Regions from separate parts of the Mus musculus genome. Here region 1 is linked to region 2. The links are chromatin contacts, called in public Hi-C maps. All regions are on one chromosome and are shown on one strand. The core of a region is the stretch at or near the end of the contact, and the rest is flanking DNA. Distances in the headings are between cores, read along the strand shown.

Evidence for each region. A called contact is a pair of places that touch in the nucleus more often than the background predicts.
Region 1: a Hi-C map of the N1E-115 cell line shows a contact between it and region 2, with 4 times the contacts expected there. The contact joins two enhancer-like sites. A contact is called at or near these places in 6 of 484 Hi-C or Micro-C datasets (the N1E-115 cell line, embryonic stem cells, muscle stem cells and 1 more) and 1 of 9 other capture datasets (pancreatic islet).

Annotation. Positions count from the first base shown.
Region 1 is chr11:35,661,676-35,666,918 of GRCm38.p6, forward strand. Slit3 (slit guidance ligand 3) reads left to right here. Exons shown (of 36, transcript NM_011412.3): 26 at 2,387-2,511. The region is part of intron 2 of Gm46278 (a long non-coding RNA gene); the gene reads right to left. Among named protein-coding and RNA genes, the nearest start is that of Gm46278, 12 kb to the right of the region's middle. Within about 2 kb of position 2,131, at least 7 of the 459 cell types and tissues checked have an H3K27ac peak or open chromatin away from gene starts, as enhancers often do. A contact at or near this core is called in the N1E-115 cell line, where this site is marked.
Region 2 is chr11:35,556,824-35,561,909 of GRCm38.p6, forward strand. All of the region lies in intron 6 of Slit3 (slit guidance ligand 3), which reads left to right. Among named protein-coding and RNA genes, the nearest start is that of Gm39705, 15 kb to the left of the region's middle. Within about 2 kb of position 1,863, at least 5 of the 459 cell types and tissues checked have an H3K27ac peak or open chromatin away from gene starts, as enhancers often do. A contact at or near this core is called in the N1E-115 cell line, where this site is marked.

The DNA of each region.
Region 1 (5,243 bases), core at 881-3,380, 110 kb after region 2:
CTAGCCTACTTTCCTAACCCAGGAATATTAGCATTCACATTGTACTGCCTCAAGATTCTTATATACATGACTTTTAATAATTTTTACATAATTTTTAATAATTTTCTCTCTCTCTTGTGTTCATATGTGCAAACACATACCCAGTACAGTGTATATATGGAGGTCAGGAGACGACTTGTGGGAAATAGTTTTGTCCTTCCACCATGTGGACTCCAGGAACTGAACTCAGGTCCTCAGTCTTTGTAGACCTTTACCCACTGAGCCACCTTGTCACTGTACATATTATTTTTACTGGCTCATTATAACTATCCACTCCTAAGTGTTTATATGACAGGGTCTATGTTAGATGTGTTTTTATTCATCGTTTTATTTAACATATTAACATATTACTTATTTAACATATTAACATATTATTTAATTTTTTGTGTCAGATTAACTCTCCAACATTTTTATGGGTAGATGTCTATAATGCCCTCCTGTTAAATATTTAGAGCAGCTAAGCCTTAAAGAGGTTGAACAGTCTCTCCTCACTTGGGTTGAGGGTCAAACCCAGAACCTTGCTCTCCCACTGAGCCACATCTGTATCCCAAACTAATTCATAAGAACACAACAATAGGACCCCGACTCTCCCTACCTCTAGAACATGAGCTTCTGACCCTCACAGCCCTGCTGTCTTCCATCACAGCCTACTTAACTATTTCTTGGGTGAAAAATCTCCAGTGTTTCCATTTTCCCTCTTACAGTGAATGCATGAAGATGTTTCTCTGTTTAACATTGTATCCTTAGATAAGAGTCAGAGTCTCCAATGATACCCTATAAATACGTTGTCTTCAAACAGTTTGCAGAATCGATTTCTAAAATGGCTGGTAATGGGCTCCGGCTCTCATCGGTGCCCCCTGAGTGTCTTTTTCTTAGAGAACCAGGTTCCTTTGTCTTACTTTATAGGCAGAGTATCACCTCTATTTTATCTGCCCTTAATTTTGAAGCATCCTGAATGTAATTTCAGAATCTATCTTGAATCTGCATTGAGCATTCGTCTGTTAGTGCCCTTTGCTCATCTCTGAGAATCTCAATGTTCAGTTTTTATTTTCCCTTTCAAACTGCGCAGAGTGTCCCATGTGGCTGCTGAAAGCAGAAAACATTCCATTGATTTAAAGCTAATTTTAACTTTCTACTTCCTGCTTCTGAGACATCTGATCTGATACTAGAGGGACTCAAATAGCCCTGAAATAGTGGTGCTCAATCTCGACAGGAATCACCTGCAGAAGTTTAAAAATCCCTACTCAAGGGCAGGGGTTGAAACTGGGTAGAACTGCCTCACATATAAAGTTGGCTTGGATTCGCAGTGCTTGAAAAATAACATTGGTTCTGGGTCCAGCAATCTCTGGATCTAGAGTTACAGTCTAGGCATAGGATTTAGACTGGTTCTGACTTGTCCTTGTGTGTCAAGAGAAATCTCTGTGTCCCAGGAACCCCTCAGTCAGAGGCAAGCACGGGCAGGTGGTTGCTCTCATTCTGATGTGAGCCCAAGTTGGACCTATTGGTTTCAGAGCTCCCTGGGGCCAATCTGTTCATCTACCTACAAACGGTCATTCATCAGAGTGACTCTCAACCCATCTACAGGTTGAAGACTGTTAGCTCCAAGCTAGTTAAAGTTCTGATATTAAATAGAGCATATATATATATATATATATATATATATATATATATATGTGTGTGTGTGTGTGTGTGTGTGTGTGTGTGTGTGTGTGTGTGTGTGTGTGTGTGTATGCTTTATATGTCTCCATAACTCATGCTCAAAGCTATCTACAGCAGTAGACATAATCCCTTTATGCAAATCTCTATGTGGGGACCATGACCTTACCAAAAAAAAAAAAAAGATGCAGTTATCATTTCCATGGATGACAAACGCAAAGAGCTCCCATCAGCATCTTTCTGTATGACATCATCACCCCTAAGGTCTTGAAGAAAGGCCCTTCCATGTGTGTGCCTTGGCATCCCTCCTTGGCTATTCTATGGGAAATGGCTTGGCAGGGGCAAAGGAGGAGAAGGTCGACACAGAGCCTGTGCTGCGAACTTCCTGGAATAGAAGATACGCAGGAGGGTTCTAATTATGGTGCACTGTTTGCAGATTAGCACCCAAATCGGATCAGGCTAATTACAGTAATTGATTTGACTGCAGAGTGCTTCTGTATGATGTCCCGCTGTGATTCTTACTCACTGGACAGTCGTTGAATTAATGGGACTCTCTCCAGAAGGATGTACAGCCTCAAGAGAGCCAGCGGCCCTCTGGGCCCAGACATGGGAGGGAGCCGGAGCAGAGGGGAAGTGAGGGGAGGTGCCCTGCTCAGAGAGCTGCCACCCACTCTCTGGTTTTGTTACTCAGGGCCAGTGGACATTAACATCGTGGCCAAGTGCAACGCCTGCCTCTCTAGCCCGTGCAAGAACAACGGCACTTGCAGTCAGGATCCCGTGGAGCAGTACCGCTGCACCTGCCCCTACAGCTACAAGGTAAGGTGGGAGGCTCCGCCCACCACTCGTGCCCAGGCTCTTCCATTGTCCTGGCTGCAGGGAGAGGCCCTGTGCAGCTGATGCTGTGTAATGTAGCCTGGATAACTACAATTCACTGTGACCTACCCCTGCCAAGTGACATTTGCCAACAACATCCCTAGTCTCCTCCATATTGCCTACCAGGCAGGGCCTATGGAATCTTAACAGGGATGCTGAGATAGAAATGCTACCTGTGTGGGGGTTTGTTTGTTTGTTTGTTTTGTTTTGTTTGTGAGTCACAGGGAGATTACAAACCAGGCAATTACAAAATGCTCTCTGGGAAAAGTCAGCCCTTGAACCCAGTATCCTGGCTGCTATTTCAGAGAATAAGGGGATTAGGGACTCAAAGACTCAATGATCTGGGGCTTCCAAGGCCACCCACATAGTTGGCAAACCCAACAGAAAGATGGAGACTACCAGGTTCTCCCATCCATTCTATCAGAAATCCAGGCTACTTCCAAGACAACCTTTACCCCCCCCCCCGCCCCCGCACAATCCACAAGTGTTACACTGTCCCCCTGCAGACTGAGTCAGGCTCTATGCTTGGTGTCTGGCTCACTCTTTCTCCTAGCAAACCTATGAAGAAGGCCTCTTTTATAAGACTAGAAACCAGGCTTCCATAGATTTGAGACTAAAACTCAAGGCTATTGCTATACAGGCCAAATGCCAACGTCCTTTACCCTGAAGAGGTTCCCAGATAGCCAGTGACTCACTGGGGTCCACAAGGTGCGACTCAATGCTTATCCATGGGATCTGAATGCTCTGGACAAGCCAAGAGTCCAGGGTATCCCGTAGCCCATCTTGTGCACCACATGCACAGGCTGAGTGTCAGGGATACAGCATCTGCATCCGTCCTCAGGGACTGGGCTTGGACAGTGACAGGCTTGAAAGGCAGTTTCCAGGGGACAGCTACCTGGTGGCTTTCTGCGCTTCTGTCTGGCTGTTAGCAGATGGTGTCAGAGTGCCACCTATGGGCCTGGAACAAGAAAGCCCAAGGACTCCTTTTTAAACCATCTGTCCCTAAGCCTTAAGTGTAGCCTAGAGTCCAAGCACAGAGATTGCTCAACTGCAGATCCAGTGAGCCCTGTGCATATGTGTTCAGTGGAGGGGAAGGAGTCTCAGGCTCTGGAATTACAGAGACGCATGTGTGGATTGCAGCGTTGTCCATGACCAGTGACTTCACCTCAGCCTTCTCATCCCCGACACCAGGACACATCCCACAGGTTGGGAGAAATTGATGTGTGGTCAGTGATGTGTGCAGTATACCTAGGAGAGGACCCACTGTATGGGAAGTACGTGATAAGCTGACACATCCCCATCTTTACCTTCCCTCTTGCAAGCTGCTCCATCCCTCATACTGGAGAGTGAGATTAGCCTATGGTACACTGCTGCTTTTTATTTGGAACTCGGTTCACAAGTGTCAAGGATTTTCATATATGTTGCTACACTGCCTTGGGAAACCAGAGTTGTCTAAGGATGCCATTGCTGTTGGTCTTCTGCAAGGCTTGAATGAAGTAATTGGACTGTATTATCTCAGCATGCTTAATCATCCAGAGACATCAGTCTTTATCCTCATTTGAAAGGTCAACTAAGATTTGTAAATGCTAGGGCTTACCCACGCTCTACCACTTACAAAGCACCGAACCTTAGCACAAAGCTAAAAACAGAACCCAGCCTGGTCTACCCTAGTGACTGGCTCTCCCTAAACCTTGCCCTTCCACCTGTAAAAGGAAACTCTCGAGCCCTCCAGCCTAGCTGTAACAAGGCTAAAAACGCATCGCATGTGCCCTTCGCCTACCCCAGTGCCAGGGTCAGCAAACATGCCACGTGGCTAACAATCTTGCCACTATTCTGGAATTTTAAAAAAATAAAATATACCTGATTTTTTTTCTCTACCACTGGGCTTCACGCACATGTTCAGTGCCTCCAAGAAGGACTTCCCAAGCCTGTATGCACCCAGGAATCTTATTAAGATGTCGGCTCTGATTTCTGAGAGCTGGGGTCAGGCCTGAGATGGTGTATATAACAAGCTCCCAGGGGCTGCCCAGGCTACTAGTCCAAGGACCACACTTTGAATAACAAGGTCCCTGAGTGGCCCCACACCCCATCTGACGACGCAGAGATTCCAGTGAGGGAGCTGCTCCTAGGCTCGTTTAAAGGAAGCCACTAGCCCAGATTCTGTCAGAGAGGGGACATAGGGTGGGATGGAGAACAGAGGGAAGAGGACAAAAGAACATCCCGGTTCGAGTAGATTTGAACAAAATGCAGCAGAAGAGAATTGAATTGGGCTAATTAGACACACGTTGGAAATGGTGATTGCTTTTCACGGATGTGTAAGTGACAGAAATCGTCATCCGAAGTCCCAATTACCATGTTTTCAAGCAGTGGAAATACCTCCTAGATCTCTGGGCTCAGCCGGAAGGTCTAAATGAGATCCTACATACCACACCACCCTTGGTATAGGGATGGGAATGGGGATTCTGCCTAAGCCAAGTGTTACTTTGCAAGAACATCAGAGTATACAGGCCAGGGCTGGCGGGGGTGGGGTGGGGGTCCCATTGGATCCTTTTTGAGGTTCTCTTATTCTTCTCTTCATAATTATCTCTATAGTACCACTATCATGCATGCATGTATCCCTGAACTATCTAGCATACCCAGCCCTGCCTCAGACCCTAGTCATGGTCATCACTGCC
Region 2 (5,086 bases), core at 613-3,112:
GTGTAGCCTCAATGGCTCCCCCACACTGCTGTAGCTCTTCCTCTTCATACAACAAGAGCAGGGCTGTTTTCTCTGAGCAGCCTCAGCAGTGAGCCTTGCCCCTGACATGTCAACCACAGTGAAGAGGGTCCAGCACAAAGCAATATAACCCACCTTCACCATGTAATACTGATAACTACAGACCCTGATGACATACCTGGCCGTGAACAGTCTCTACAGCATGGCAGTGTGTATACCGGGCACAGTTCCCGTGGGGTAACAAATGAGCATAAGGTTTGGATTACTGGGTGTTAGGAGAAAGAAATGAGATAGTGTGTGCACAGTGCCCAGGCCGTGCAGGCATGGTGTCAGCATCATTACTGCTATTGTGACTGTCTGTCATTATGGTCACCTTCACTGGCAAGTCTGGGCAGTCCTACCTCAAAGCACTATTCTCTCCGGACAGGTTGAGCTCAGCAGCAGAAATGAGGGAGATGGTGAGAGAACATTTAGCATTTGTTTGAGATTTTCTCAAAGGATTAACCACCATCTCTTCTTCCTTCCTGACTTCTAGAGTTGGCTAGAGCGTTAGAAACAGTACAGAGCTAGGAGAGACGGTGAATCCCGCCTCCCTATAAGAGAAACAGTAGAGAGAGCTTCATTCACAAAGGCTGACTGTTGAAGGGTGCCTGGGGTAGCCATAGTCGGGTACAGGCTTAGTTACAGGTGTCTATCTCAAGTTCAGTGGGCTCAGCGGGCATCAGCGTATACTCTCTGAGGACCAAGTCTGCAGAGACAAGCCACGAGCACGCTGCTAAGAGCTGAGTGAGCAAACACTCACTTCAAGATTCCACTCCTAAGATCTCAAGGAGTGTAAGGACTTGGTCAGCCGCCACAAGTTCTTCTTATTCCTGGTGCATGATGGTTGCCAGAAGAAAAACAGCCAATTTTGCTATAACATATGAGCCAGAGAAGAGAACCAGCCATTTAGGAAGAGCCCTAAAGACTTGAGTTTCATTCCCTTTGCCTTCCCTGAGCCAATCGAGACGGAGGGGAAGCCAGGGACTCCCTGTCCCTCCTCTTAAAGTTCATAGGCTGCCAGAACCTCTGCCGTGCTTCACAGTCCCCCTTGCCAGTAGTTTAGATGTTTCCCACAGGGTCTAGCCCCAGTATTTATACTCAGCAGGCTCCTCTGTATCCTATGAATTCAACAGAAGCACTGTTGGAGGTCATTCTAGCTTTCAGGCATGAGACACATCAGCCATGCTCAGGCTCACTTTAAATAAATGTGGCTGCTGTTGATTCACCAAGGTGACCATCGAGGAAGGAGCCACCTCACTTATCTGGGCTTAGGGAGAGAGAAGAATTCTGCTTGGAGGCAGAGAATGAATGGGCCAGTCTACCGAGCGAGTCCATCAGATCCTAGGAGTCTGGCTGTCTGGAGGGGGTGACTATCAGAGGGGTTCTCAGAACCCAGGAAAGTTGGCCCAGGGGGAGGCTGCATAGTTGCATTCACCACAGATGCCTGCTTTTGTAATTATGTGATACACTCGCACAATAGCTCACAGATAATATTGTTGCATTAGAGCCAATTACATGGTGTTATGGACACACAACATGCAGATTACACCCAGAGCCAAGAAAGCTCAGAGTGATAAAGCGATGGCCTAATGGGAGGAGACAGAGGGAAATGTCAGCCTTATTAAGGTTGCCAGGGTGGAGTGGATGTAGCTGGTCAGAGCTCCTTAGATCAAAGATGGCTATCTTGCTGACTCAAGAGAGAACTGCACATGGGCACCCAGCAGAGACCAATAAAGAGCTGGGGGCAGGGCAGGGGGAGGGCAGAAGCCACACCAGATGTCCCCAGTGGTGGTTACAGCCTCCTGTTCCTAATTGGGAAAGCACCATCCCTGCCATAAGATAGGTCTTCGGTTGTCCAGTATACTGACCTGCATACTTACCGGCAGGAGAGTCTGTTCTCAGCTCCCCTCTTTGTTCAGTGAGTGTGGATTGTGACGTTAGCCAGGTGTGGTGGCACACACCTATAATGACAGCTACTTGGGAGGCTGAGGCAGGAGCATTGCAAATTCAAGGGCAGCCTGGGCAACTTGTTGAGATCCTGTCTCAGAACTTAAACTAGAAACAAAAGTCTGGGGGAGGAAATCAGTAGTGTCGTGTTGTCTTGCATGCCTCAAACCCTGTGTTTTGAGCCCCAGGAGAACAAAAAGAAGTGGCTTGTGTAAGGAGCCTCTGGAGGAGTCGGTAATATGGACTGCGTGGCAGTCTGCCCCAAGATTTCTACTCAGACGATCTGAGTGGACCTAGACGCATGGCTAACATTCTTAGGTGATGTCACTGGTCCGTGCTCTGAGAATCACTTCCCACTTCAGTTCCTTATCTAGCCCAGTGTGGATACACCTTGTATCGGCCCTGGCCCCCACATAACACTACAAGCATTGAAGCTCTCAGGTCAGTCCAGGATGGGAGCATGGTGTGCTGGCTAGGAGTTTAACTCTCCGCCTTTGGATCTGTTAATTACCACCATTGGATTCCTAGAATTATTTGGGCCTTTTTTTGTTTCTCAGTTCTAATAATGCCTTTGACCTAATCCCCTAGTTTTCCTGAATAGCTCTGGCTTACTAGGACTTATTCCCTGGCAGACACAGGATCAGAATGGCAGAGCCTGATAGTAAATATTTTAGGCTTCACATAAAGCCTGAATGTCGCAGACAGCGCAAAACTAAACAAATGGAACTTTATTGACAAAAGCTTGCTTATGGGGTGGGATTTGGCCTGTTTCCAGCATCTGGAGCTAACTGCCATGAGCATTATGCCCTTGTGCATTCATTGTTATGGGTGAGCCCCTGTCTTGCCACAGTATCCCAACATTTGACTTAGAAACTGCAGGGCACCCGAATATTATATGTGCCTTATGGTAGAAATAGTGAACTCTCTAATCCTTTGTGGCTTGAAAAAAATAATTAATTGTATTATTTATATGTCTATGGATGTTTCAACTGCTATATATGTGTGTGTGTGTGTGTGTGTGTGTGTGTGTGTGTGTGTGTATGTATATGTATATGTATATGTATATGTATATGTATATGTATATGTATATGTATATGTATATGTATATAGAGAAAGAGAGATCAGGTTTCCTCAAACCAGAGTTACAAACAGTAGTGAACCGCCATGAAGATGCTGGGAGAGCAGCTGCCCCTGGAATAAAAGAATCTAATAGACCCTTTCTAATGCTCACAATCACAGGGTCCACAGGCAAGTGTGGCATTGGTCACTTTTATTAGACGGCTGTGCTCCAAGTATAACAGAGCCTAAGGGCCAATGGGCTGGCATTCAGACCTCAGCATTGAAGACAGCATTTATAGTGGAGTAAGGACCTAATAAGAGAGACATAGAAAGGGGTGAACTGTCACTTCAACCTTGTGAGGAGGAGAGATGTTTCCAATAGGCTTGAGGTTGCCGTGCCCTTTAGGAACCAAGTGTCCTTTGGAGTGGTTGAAAATGGGGGAGGCCCAGATATCCTGAAATTAACAGAATCCTATCTGGAAAAGATGGGCTGGTGGACTAGAGCGCTGACTGCTTTTCCGGAGGGTCCGAGTCTATTCCTAGTACCGAAACGGTAGCTTACAGCCATCTCTAATTCCAGTTCCAGGGGATCCAGTGCCGCCTTCTGCTCGCCACAGGCACCAGGCATTAAAGCAAAATACTCGTCCACATAGAAAAAAAATTAACAGGATAAATGTAACCCCAGATGTGAGCTTGAACCCTAAAGCAAAATGCTGACTTAATGGTATTTACTTAGAGAAGAAACCTCCAATCTTCTCTGGATAATTTGGAAGAAGAACGATTTCTCTGCATAGCTTCCAAAGAGCAAAGTGGCTGAAGGTGGACCCAGCGTGGCTTCTCAGGGGAATGGCGGTAAATACATGAGGATGACAAGGTCACTGTAGCACAGAGTCAACCAACTGTGGGGAAGTGGAGTGGGGCATTGGCAGGGGGAGCCTTTTGTTTTCTGCTGCTAAGGCTTGTAAAACATGAGGTGACAGGAGGGTGGGGCAGATTTCCTAGCTTTAGGTCCAGAGTAGATGTGAGGACAGATAAGGACTTTACCTCAGTGGCAAGCTTGCCGAAAAGCAAACGGCAGTGGCTGAGTCAGGAAAGAAAGAACAGCCAGTCCAGAATTCACCAACAGCTAGTGTGCTGCCCACGCAGGACCCTTAGCCTAACCCTAACCCTAACCCTAGCCTCTGACTGCTCGTCTCCAACGTGGGGCTACTCATCCTGACTTCAGAGTACTAGCTGTACCAAATGAGACTCTGTAAAGCCATGGTAGAAAGGTCTGACCAAAAGCCATAGTAACAGCAGTGACAATCACTGGATTTCAGTTCTGAGCCCCACCCCCTCCACCACCCCCGTACTAAGTGCTCTATTTACCTTATTTCAAGGGATTAGTGGTTGGCTACATAGCGGCCTCCCCATCCCAACATCCTCATCTCAGAACTCTGTGGGGGTCACACTCAATGGTCAAAGGGTGAAAATGAGACCAAAGTAAAGATCTTATGGGCAAAGAGATGACCCAAGGAAGGGCGTGTGGAATGTAGACTTCCCTTCAAGTTACAATATCGAGAAAACAAACTTCCACCCCAAAGACTCCCCAGAAAGTGCACTCTCCTGGACCCTCTTTAGAATTAGGGTCTCCAGACTGTAGGAGAATATATCCAAGCCTCCAGCGTCATGGTCATCTGTTACAGCAGCAGCAGGAAGCCTTACACACATATCCCTGCGATCACACTTGCTTGGATTTAAGTCAATAGAGGAACTGGTGTGACTTCTAGGCATATTCTCAACTTCCCATGAGTGCAAGGCCCACACTTTACCTTTCCACCCTTCAGTGAGAGGGACCGAAGGGTAAGATCCAGAGCCACAGCCTAGAGCCTACCTCTGTATAAGAGGCTCATGCTCTGTGAGATCATTATTACTCCTGGTTGCAAAGGAGAAAAGTAATGAGATCCTGAAAGTTATCCACAGTGGCGTAGGCTATAAACGGCAGAGCCAGACTCTAACGAGGGCTCTGCCTTTGAGGCCC